Linked DNA regions of Zea mays: region 2 is linked to region 1. The links are chromatin contacts, called in public Hi-C maps. All regions are on one chromosome and are shown on one strand. Each heading gives the region's core, a stretch centred on a gene start, on an enhancer-like site or on the middle of the called end of the contact. The rest is flanking DNA. Distances are from core to core; before and after follow the strand shown. Region 1 holds the start of LOC100384533. Region 2 holds the start of CNR6 (Cell number regulator 6).

The links. A called contact is a pair of places that touch in the nucleus more often than the background predicts.
Region 2: a Hi-C map of tassel shows a contact between it and region 1, with 2.0 times the contacts expected there. The contact joins the promoter of CNR6 here to the promoter of LOC100384533 in region 1. A contact is called at or near these places in 2 of 25 Hi-C or Micro-C datasets (endosperm and tassel).

Annotation. Positions count from the first base shown.
Region 1 is chr9:161,342,501-161,347,727 of Zm-B73-REFERENCE-NAM-5.0, reverse strand. LOC100384533 reads right to left here and starts at 2,180. Exons shown (of 5, transcript NM_001177051.1): 1 at 1,634-2,180; 2 at 1-1,536. The coding sequence starts at 1,642. It also overlaps a transcript of LOC100192912 not described here.
Region 2 is chr9:161,759,821-161,765,047 of Zm-B73-REFERENCE-NAM-5.0, reverse strand. CNR6 (Cell number regulator 6) reads left to right here and starts at 2,462. Exons shown (of 4, transcript NM_001153371.1): 1 at 2,462-2,635; 2 at 2,733-2,847; 3 at 3,023-3,288; 4 at 3,368-3,756. The coding sequence starts at 2,516. The coding sequence ends at 3,586. It overlaps LOC100286111 (formyltetrahydrofolate deformylase), which reads left to right and starts at 4,464. Exons shown (of 8, transcript NM_001158999.1): 1 at 4,464-4,566; 2 at 4,664-4,776; 3 at 4,844-4,994; 4 at 5,093-5,166. The coding sequence starts at 4,486. It overlaps LOC103639629 (probable helicase CHR10), which reads left to right. Exons shown (of 18, transcript XM_020544007.3): 17 at 523-637; 18 at 735-1,070. The coding sequence ends at 813.

The DNA.
Region 1 (5,227 bases), core at 931-3,430:
TGTTTCTTGACTTTCTTCTTTGACGCACCACCTTTCCTGAACAGCCTGCTCATGCAGTGCTTCACTAGGATCACACACAACATTCTCTGGAAATTCTCCAGACTGGCTTTCTTCTTCTAAAAGATCTTTATTTGACTTGTATATGGCACGAATGCTTGCCTCTTCAGGTGAGAGGTAAATGCAGTCTTTTGCCCTAGGGCTACTCCTAGGTGATGATGTGCTGGACTGAGGGAAGGAAAGCATCCTCACCAAGGACCTTGAGATCTCAAGTGTCGGGTGCTGCTTGGTTGTTTGTCTTTTGTCCTTGAGAATCTCTGTTAGATGTTTCCTGGCCTCGTCATAGAAGACAGATTCATCCTTGGATGACGTAATTATGCTACTGTTTTTTTCGGTTGGCCCATCATTTTTTCTTTTCTTTTGCCTACCGCTGTTTGATGATCTAAAATCCTTCATAACTGAAGATGAGAATTTCCCTTCTGAGGTCTGTTCAGCGAGCTGTCTGGTATCTTTTATTATTGTGAAAGCTGAACTGTTGAGCCAATGCTGACCTTTTTGGAGGTTATCTTCAGACACTGAGGGTATTCCTTTTGTAGCTTCACTAGTCACGATTCTGAATCTCCTTCTGACCTCCTTAATTGAAAATTTTGAGCTCTCGGTTGCACCTAGTTTTGGAGCTTGGGTTGAACTAACAGCCACAGCATGGCCGATCTCTCTCCTTGGATTTGGCTTCAGTATAACTATTTTGTTAACTGGCTGAGAACTACTGGTTCCTTGTGCAGTCTGCCTTGGTGAGGATCTTTCCTTCTTCCAGAAAAAGATATTCCTGCTCTCTTTACCATATCTCCTGGTGGCCAACTCATGCTGGTTCAGACTCTTTGGATCTTTGTTGGAGTCGGTATTATCTGCTATTTTTGTGGGCTCTAGATTGTTCCCTATCAGTCTGTTTTGGTTTCTTTGGGCGCTCTCCAAAATACGTGAATTTGACTTCTGAAAGAAAAGTTCGGTGTCTGAGCTTAGCATCTCCAGCGCATCTCTGAATTTTTTGGGCTGAGTTTTACTACTGCTACATCGATGTTTGCCACCAGCAGTATCATATTCGTCACCCCGTGAAGTTTGCTGCTCATAAGCAAATGTGCACGGAGGATTATCTAGCTCTGCAATCTTTGTTTGGATTAGGGCTTTCATCTCCGTACATAACTCCCCATTATTGTTGCAATTTCTATGGATCCGTCCTAAGAAATCTGCCAAGGCAAATTCAAGCTCATTTTCTTCTGCTTCTTTTATGCAGTTGGAAGCAGTGGGATCCAAAGATCCAGATGGAGCAGCCGTGGTGGTGATACCTCTGATGTGATTTTGGTCTCCCTTCTTCGCTTTGCTGTTTTGGGCTGAACTTTTGTCCAGGCAGGCACCATGTCCCAGGTCAGCTAATATTCTCTCAACCTCATCATTTGGAAGCTTCAGCTGTTTTAGCTTTCGTAGCTCGTCCTCCATAAGTCTTTTGACTGTTGGTTTGCTGGAACTGGGTTCCTCCATGTTCTGAGAAACATATATATAGGATATGCAAATTCTCAGAATATACGCTGTAACATGTGCACGCAGGAAAAAAAAAAAGAAAGAATGAGATAATGCATACATAGAACATAAGCTTGAAGAGCCTCCCGCGTGGGCAACTTCGGCGGGCGTAACCCTAGCCGTCGCCGCCGCCTCTCTCTCCCTTCTTCCCTCCGTCTCGCCGCTGCCGGAGGGTGCGCGCGGGCCCCGGAACGGTGACGGAGGCGCTCAGGCCCGCTGCCGGCCGGGCGCTGCTGGCTGTGCCGGCGACCGTGTTGGAGCCGGTGCCTGTGGCATTCCACCGGCATTTCGGGCACCGTATCCTAGTGGGCGCGAGCGGGTGTGAGGGCGAGGCGGCCCTACTCAGCTCTGTGGCCGACAGCGCTAGGGGCGCGTGGTTGGCGTCGGTAGGGAGTTGCTCTGTTCTCCCCTCCCGCCCACAACCGCGTCTCCTCCCTGGCCTCACCGGGGTCCGGCGGTTTTGGGGCCGTCAGCCTGGTTTTGGGCCCTCTCGCTGGATCTACGCCTTGGTGATGGTGGTTCCTGCGGAGAGGAGGGGTGGTGCCTACGTGGGCGTTGCGAGGCCACAAAGTTTGAGAGAGAGACGTCCAGTGGCCCGATGAGGTGCGTTGGCAGGGCTGCACTATGGTCGAGATGCTTGCGGCGGGGCTCTCCTCTCGTTTGGCCTGGCGATGGGCTGAGAGACTTCTTGGCCAAAAGCCATCGCAGCAATGGTGACGCTTGTGGTTGTGGATGCCACTTCCCCCGTCGGGAGTGTCGCATTCTTAACATTGTCTTCTATAGATAAAAATCCGATCTATCCCGAACAAGGGACGACGGTGACGTTCTACACGTCACTCCCTTTTTAAAGACGCCGCTGTTAAAGTTTGTCTTGGCCACAATGTCGTCTTGGATTGTTGCTTTCACTTCTCGACATCTGGTATGCGGATGGAGGTAGGGTTTTGCAACATAAAGCTGAAACTGCTGCATCAGAGGATGTGGCTCGACAACAATGATATGAGACTAAACCCTCTTATCAAGGATTGGATTGTTTCGTAGGTTGGGCAATTGCCGGGAGCGAGGCGGAGAAGCAAACTTGTTGGTGAAGAACCGGAGCTGCCTTGCGTGGAGTGTATTGAGGCTTGGCATCCTTTTGCGTCGATGTTTGGGTGTAGGAGTCGTTAAGTTCCTTTAGCCATGTGCGGCCTGTCTAGTGAAGTCAGAGCTGCTCATCCTTTACGTTGAGCTCGACAACGATGAATCTGAACGAGTTTTGTGTGGAGGGCTACCGTTGTGTGAGTTGTTTGTGCACTCTGTGTAGGTTTTAGACCCGATTTTCTTTAAAACTAGATCAATTCCGTTCTTTTTAATTGAAAGGCAGAGCTCCTGCTATTACGTTTAGAAAAAAAACTAAAATAAACAATTCCCATTTGAATGCTAATATACATGCAAAGTATGCAATCGATGGGGTACCCCTAAGCCCTTGTATATTGTTAACTAGAACCGTATCTGTGGGAGATATTGAAGTACACGCATGCCTGAAGAAGGACAACCATTCAACAGACTGTTGTATTGTTCAGCTAAACTTGTTTACTGATCTGGAGATTGAAGAACACACTGGCCATCGTGTATGAAGAGAACTTACATAATCGCCGTATTCATCTATTTCGTCCAAGTCCTTGGAATTCTTTCTTGAGTGGCCCCTTCGTCCTGCAACCATTCTGGGGTGCATAAGTACAAACTCAAGATTATTTGTTGAGCAATAGTACTTGAGAGAAACACTTACCAGAAAAGGCACTGAAACTGTGCCTTCTACTCCCTGGCTGCTTCCTGTCCAACAGGAGCTTATTGGCGTCATGGCGGGAATAGAACATGCGGATGAGGCCTGCCATGCAGCCTATGCTGCCGTCCTGGTGGCGTCGAATAAGGCGCTTCTGGCTTCTCTTCCCCATTTTCTTGCGATTTCTGAAGGAAGAAGAAGAGGAAAGGACGGAGGGTGCCCCCTCAAGAAGAAGGGAGAAAGAATGGGCCGGGAGGTCGGAGGAGGAGGATCGGAGCACATGCCATGCACAAGCAAAACGCACGCTACGCTACCTTAGCTTTTTTCCCCACCTGCACTGCACACTGCAGAGCGAAAAGGCGAGAGGGGGCAGGCAGAGATCCATCCAGCCATCCAGCCAGCCAGCCAGCCTTTTTGGCAGTAGTAATTTTGCCTCCGGCCTGCGCTATCCACATACGTCTCTCTCTCTCTCTTGCCTCAGCTGGACTCTTGTGTTGGCTGGGCTGGCAGCAACACCCCCAACACTCCACGGGCACGGCACTGCGCTACACCATGGAGAGTAAATAATATTCCTTTTTCCTTGTGCAAAGGAAAGGATTCATATGTCGCGCATCTGTGTAACCTCGGATTGGTTACCAACTCCCAGCTGCTACTCAGCTAATTAAAACACCACCGTTGTTATTATTCAGCTAAACAAAACACCACGATTGCGATGGATCATGAGTACCGTACGTGCGGTGTCAGGCAAATGCAGTGCAGGCCCACTTTTTCCCACTAATTTTTTGCCAGCCCAGCAGATTGCCAGATCCACCACCACCCACAATCACCTTACCCCTATTATAGATGATATAATAATCAACCAATCCATCCATGCTGCTCGATTCATTCCATCGCAACAACAAAACCACACAACTAACTATCCCTTTTTCTCGATTAGGAACTGCATCCATCCATCCATGATATATTGATATGAGAAGTAGCTAGCTACTAGTACCCAAGCTCAGGCGGCATGCAGGCCACAATGGCCTGCATTTCTCTTCTCCTCCGCTTCCTGGCCCTCCTCAGGATCTCCTGGCTCTCCTCCGCGCCCACCTTCACCAGGTCGCACTCACCTGCACCTGCTTGCACAAATAAAAGCCCACGCCCTTTGCTGTTCACCTCAAAGGCCACAATTCTGAAATGCTCGCTCCCTAGTGGCGTTTTACCTACCTGACCCCAGGGGCGCCGGCCTCAGGATCACGCAGGAAGCAAGGGCCTCGCTGCCGCCATCGTCGGAGTCGTCGTCGATGAATATCACCACCTGCATGCAATGCATCACCATCACGGTCATGGACACACAGAGCCATACGTCAAAAGCCCTTTTTACCTTCTCAGTTGCCGCTGCCCGGCCGACGACGACCTTTGTATTCGTCGCCGCCTCTTCCTGTTTAGGTGTCACCCTGGATCTACAACCAGTTAGCTTTTGGGGAACCGCTCTCAGCTTTCCCTCCTCTACCTTCGGCCTCGGGCCTGCTGCAGGGCACACCAAAGGTACGGGATGCCGCCTGTCATCAGTAGGCAAGCCTAGTCACAACACGATATAATCACCATTCAAAATGCAGCTACCAGTATAATGTAATGTAATGCTAGCATATATACTCGTAAAGTGTCACTCGTGTAAGGAATGCAACTGACAGGAAACAACTTAACCTTACATGATGAAAATAAGTGCAAATGAAAAAAAAAACAGCTACTGGAGTACAATGAAACTAACGTTCATAATTCCATATATGGGATCCAACAAAACTGACACAAAACAAACTCAAGGTTAATACAACGAAACTAACATTCCACTGCAAATGGCCTTTGAATATGCTGCCATTTCAACACTTGAACTGCTGTCACTAACCAGACGTA
Region 2 (5,227 bases), core at 1,213-3,712, 420 kb before region 1:
TCTTCATTTCATTTGCATCCTTACTGCAGAAGGCAACTGTACCCGGAGTTTGGATGCACCTTTATGGGTTGCACTAGCTATCGTTCAGTCTTACAATCCGAGGCGTAAAGTTCCGAGAAGTGAAATCTCCATGTCTGATTTGGAGCTCTGTATATCAAAAGCAGCCTTCTCAGCTGCTCAGCATTCTGGTATTGTTCTCGTTTGGTTCCTTAATATAGAATTGTTTAGCAATCTAAAGCATGCCTTGGAATATCGGAATGCCACTCATCTCTTCAGCAACGCATGCCAGTTGTCAAAATGTATGTTGTTTCAAGTAATATGTACGCACCAAAAAATCCTGTTCAGCCTAAACGTCTATTTGATTTCTTAATTATAAACCGTGAGAGCATGTTTGTATAGCTATTTTAAATTTATAATCCTATGGCTCCTCTTTTGCATTGAAGTACTGAACTTATGCAATTATCTCTTTAGCTACTATCAGGTTCGGTTATTTTGTTTTCATTATTTTTCTCCTCTCTGAAGCGGCTATCCACATGCCCCGAATTGGTTACCAAGGTGGCTCCCAACGATCAGAATGGTATACAATAGAACGCCTGCTCAGGAAACACTCATCTCTCCATGGAATCGACATTTTTGTGTATGCCATGAGAACACAGTTTCTTTTATGAGTTACTATCCGTCGATATGTACTTGCTAATGAAGAACAACTGCTACCAACCATTTTCCTCCTGCAGATACTACTTTCAGCGACGACAGACAGATTGCCAGATTGTAACCCAGGTAGGTCATGCTGACGATTCGACCCAAGCGTAGGGATGTCTCTGTAAAAACCCACTACATCAGAAGAATCTGGGATTATGTGTAGCTAGCTGCAACAATTTGTCTTTTCTTTTTCTTTTACTGCCCCTTCTCTCTGGGACCAAAACGCCTATGAATAGATGAGGGAGCCAAATGAATTAGGTTTTAGTACATTTAGCTAAGAGGTGTATGTATGTACAAGTGTTGTTTGCATCTGCAGTCTCTTTTGATGAAAATCTATGTGGCATTTATATTGCTTGATTTTTGTTTTTTGATTTGGTCTATTTTAGACCTCTTTTTCTTCTTCTTAACATATATGATGCGTAGCGAAAAAATCTTACCAGATTAGATGAGAGATCAGGTTGTTGTCATCGTACAACTTGGACCACAGCATGAGTCCTCCGTACTTGGTGGTGTTGTTAGGCTGTCTCCAGCAACGTTCTCTAAATTTCATCCTCTAAAGGAATATTCTATGTTCTTTACAGTTCTCTCTAAAATATTCCGTCCTCTATATCTTCACCGTCTCCAACAACGTACTCTAAAGTCCATCCTCTATAACATACCAACTATATAAATAGAATATTTTTGTAGCAAACATTATTGCTCTTACCCCTGCTAATGTACGGATCGTACGACTGGCAACTGTTTTTGGACGGTCAAGCTACTGCTAGCGCCTGATAGCGGACCAGCAGAAGAACTCCAGGGATAGCGGATGTGCTCGAATGCTCCTCTATTTTAGAGCACGCTTTACAGGCTGCTGCTGGACACAAAAAGAATCCTCTAAATCTCTATATTTAGAGTTCAGGATCGTATACAGACCCTTGCTGGAGGCAGCCTTATTGGCGTAGGGGTCGCAGTGGCCCGCGAGGTTCAGCTGCCCCGAGCCGAAGCTGCTGATAAAGGCATAGATCACCCTTGTTTGTTTCATCCTTTTGCAGCTTCTGGCAACCAAAAGCTGCTGCAGACTGCTAAACGCTCAGTTTTTCAGCCAGCTTCTATAAAATTCGTTTAAGTAAAAATCATTTAAAATCAATATAAATACATAATCGATTGAGTCGTTGCAATAGTAGGAACCTGTCATTTTTTAGATTCTGAGCCTTATAGACATCTTTATCTTTCTCCGCACGTAATCCTAATGAAACTCAGATTCTCTACACAGCCAGATTCTCAGAAAAGCTGAACCTAACAGGCATGCCTATGGCGCAGGTGTCGGCGAGGGTGTCCGCTCGTTGCCGTTCTGGCTCCACCTGGCTTATTTGGTTTACGGCTAATTGTGTTATATTTTGTCTAAAATTAATCGTCCGAATTAAAAAACTAGGTGGATATTTGTTTGAGGATGAAGTGGTGCATCATGAGCTCATTTCTCATAAATTTGGTGGGATTCTATTTATCATATTAATACAAACTAATTATGAGGTGTTGATAAATCATCTTATTGTATTCCATAAATCAAATAAAAAGAAGTAAGGAGTGAGAAGATAATAGACTAGGTTATTTATCAAACCAAATACTTTATAACTTTAGTTAAAAAAGTTAGGTCAAGTATAAGCACCAAACAAAAGAGCCGAGGAGGATGTTTAACTTGGGCCTGATCAGGGCCCGGCGTGCTTCATGTAAGCTCCGGCCCGATCGATGAGAGGAGTCAGACGGAGGCAAGGCCGGGGTCGGCAGCAGAGGGGAGCAGAGAGATCTCATTCTCCGATCCGCCCAGGCCACCATGGCGGAGGATGCTACGAGCAGCCACCCGTCACGCTACGTCAAGCTCACCAAGGACCAGGACGCCCCCGCCGAGGACATCCGCCCCGGCGAGCTCAACCAGCCAGTTCACGTCCCGCAGGTCTCGCTCTCTTTCTTCATTAGGGTAGGGTATGTATCCCTCGTCCTTTGAGTCCGATGGATCTGGATCTCATCCCTACTCCCCTGCCCGACAGCAGCTCGAAGGCCGGAGGTGTAGCGAGTGCGGTCAGGTCCTGCCCGAGAGCTACGAGCCGCCCGCCGACGAGCCCTGGACCACCGGGATCTTCGGATGCACCGATGACCCAGAGACCTGTATGTAATCTAGTCTCTCTTTTGGATTGGAACTTGGGCATGGTGGTCTGCTGATTCTGTTAGCGACAACACATGCTGATTCAAAATATTCATTCAGTCCAAAATGCCTGATCAAATGTTTGCTTTGCTTAGCACTTGTATGATCTCCCTGTCAATATCTGTATGGAATCACTAGGCCGAACTGGATTGTTTTGCCCCTGCGTGCTGTTTGGGCGCAACGTTGAGGCTGTTAGGGAGGACATCCCTTGGACAACTCCTTGCGTGTGCCATGCTGTATTCGTTGAAGGAGGGATCACGCTGGCGATTCTGACGGCGATATTTCACGGTGTTGATCCGAGGACGTCATTCCTGATTGGAGAAGGTCTGGTGTTCAGCTGGTGGTTATGTGCTACCTACACTGGCATCTTCCGCCAGGGGCTTCAGAGGAAATATCATCTCAAGGTGGCCAATTCAACTCAACTCAACTCTCCTCTCTTTCCACTACTGTTAATTAAGAGCGAGCTAACTCTTGTTTGGCCAGAACTCTCCGTGTGACCCATGCATGGTCCACTGCTGCTTGCACTGGTGTGCCAACTGCCAGGAGCATCGCGAGAGGACGGGACGGCTTGCAGAGAACAACGCAGTGCCCATGACGGTTGTGAACCCGCCTCCGGTGCAAGAGATGAGCATGCTGGAGGAGGTGGAGGAGAAGGGAGCAGAGAAGAGTGAACACGATGATGTGGAGGTCATTCCTCTATAGATAATAGGGTCGGAGTCCGAGTGAGGATAGCACTAGCAGCATCAGATGACGATCACAACTTCTGGTCATTCCTCTATAGTTAGTTAGTTATTGATCTTTCAACAACAAAATGTGGTGGTGTGGCAACTGTCCATTTTTATTATCCCAAATAATAATACTGTACTACGTTACGGCCCACGCCCAATTTTTCTTTCAATCTTTCGCGGTCAGAAGGAGAAAGAAGAACATATAGGGCCTGTTTGGTTCGTGGCTAACTGCGCACGCTTTGTCTAAGGTTAGTCGTTCAAATTGAAGAACTAATTTTAGACAGAAAAGTTAGGCAAAGTGTGGCAAGTTAGGCAGAGAACCAAACATGCTTTTAATCCGGATCGATAATGATCTTACCCCCTTCGTTTAGGTACCATCTATCCACGAATCTGACATTCGATATGACACGAGCTAAACTTTATCTCTATGGCCCTGTTTGGCACAGCTTATTTTCAGCTTCTTCACAAATTTAAGCAGAAGTTCTGCCAAACAGCTAGCTTCTCCAGCAGCTTATTAGTTCAGTTGCTTCTCAGAATACACTAAAAGCAGCCAACAAGCAGAAGCTGCTTTTCACCAGTTTATCAGATAAGCTGCTTTTTCAACAAGCAGCAGCTGTGCCAAACAGGGCCTATAACCAAACACCCCTAACCCACTCACCAATCTGGCCTGGTATCATGTTCACCACCAGCAGCAGGTGTAGCAGTTTAAAACGCGGGAAAAAAACTGAAGGAATCTCTGCATATTCAAGTAGCAGGTGTAGTAGTTTACCAAGGAATGGGATTGGGAATCCATATCATCCACCAACCGCCCCCACCCAGTCTGAGTCTGAGTCAGAGGTACCCACCCACTCATCCGTCCGTCCATCCAATGCGATGGTGTCGTTGGCGCGCCGGCCGCTCTCCGCCGCCGTACCTGCGGGCAACCTCCTCGGCATCCATCTCTTCCGGTGCCCCGTGCGTACCTCTCCCTCCCTCTGCGGCTCTGCCTGCTTGCTTGTTACGCAGGGCAGGTACGCCCCGCGTTCCCGACTCACTGACTCCCAAAACCCAGGACGCCGTTGGCATCGTCGCCAAGCTCTCGGAATGCATCGCCTCCCGCGGTGGCAACATCCACAGCGTCGACGTCTTCGTCCCCGACGACAAACCCGTCTTCTACTCCCGCAGGTATGTGCCCAGCGCAGCGTCGACTGGAATGAAGAAATAATCCCTTCCTTGGCGGTTTGTTTGGCAGTGAGTTTACCTACAATCCAAGGCTCTGGCCGCGTCATGAGCTCCACAAGGATTTCCTCAATCTCTCCCGCTGCTTCAATGCGCAAACCTCCACCGTACGAGTTCCCGATCTTGACCCCAAATACAACATCTCCATCCTCGCATCAAAGCAGGTAGGTTACTTGCTTAATCCTAATAATAATAACTCTGGTTGCCATTCTCCTATTTCTATCTAGTCACTATGTATGTACCAATACCGTTCCTCTTCTAGGACCACTGCTTGTTCGATTTGCTCTATAGATGGCAAGAAGGCAGGCTTCCAGTACACATTAATTGTGTCATTAGGTAATCCATGTTTGTTATGTCAGCCTCCTTTCCTCTAGCAAACACCTCTCATTCACATCAC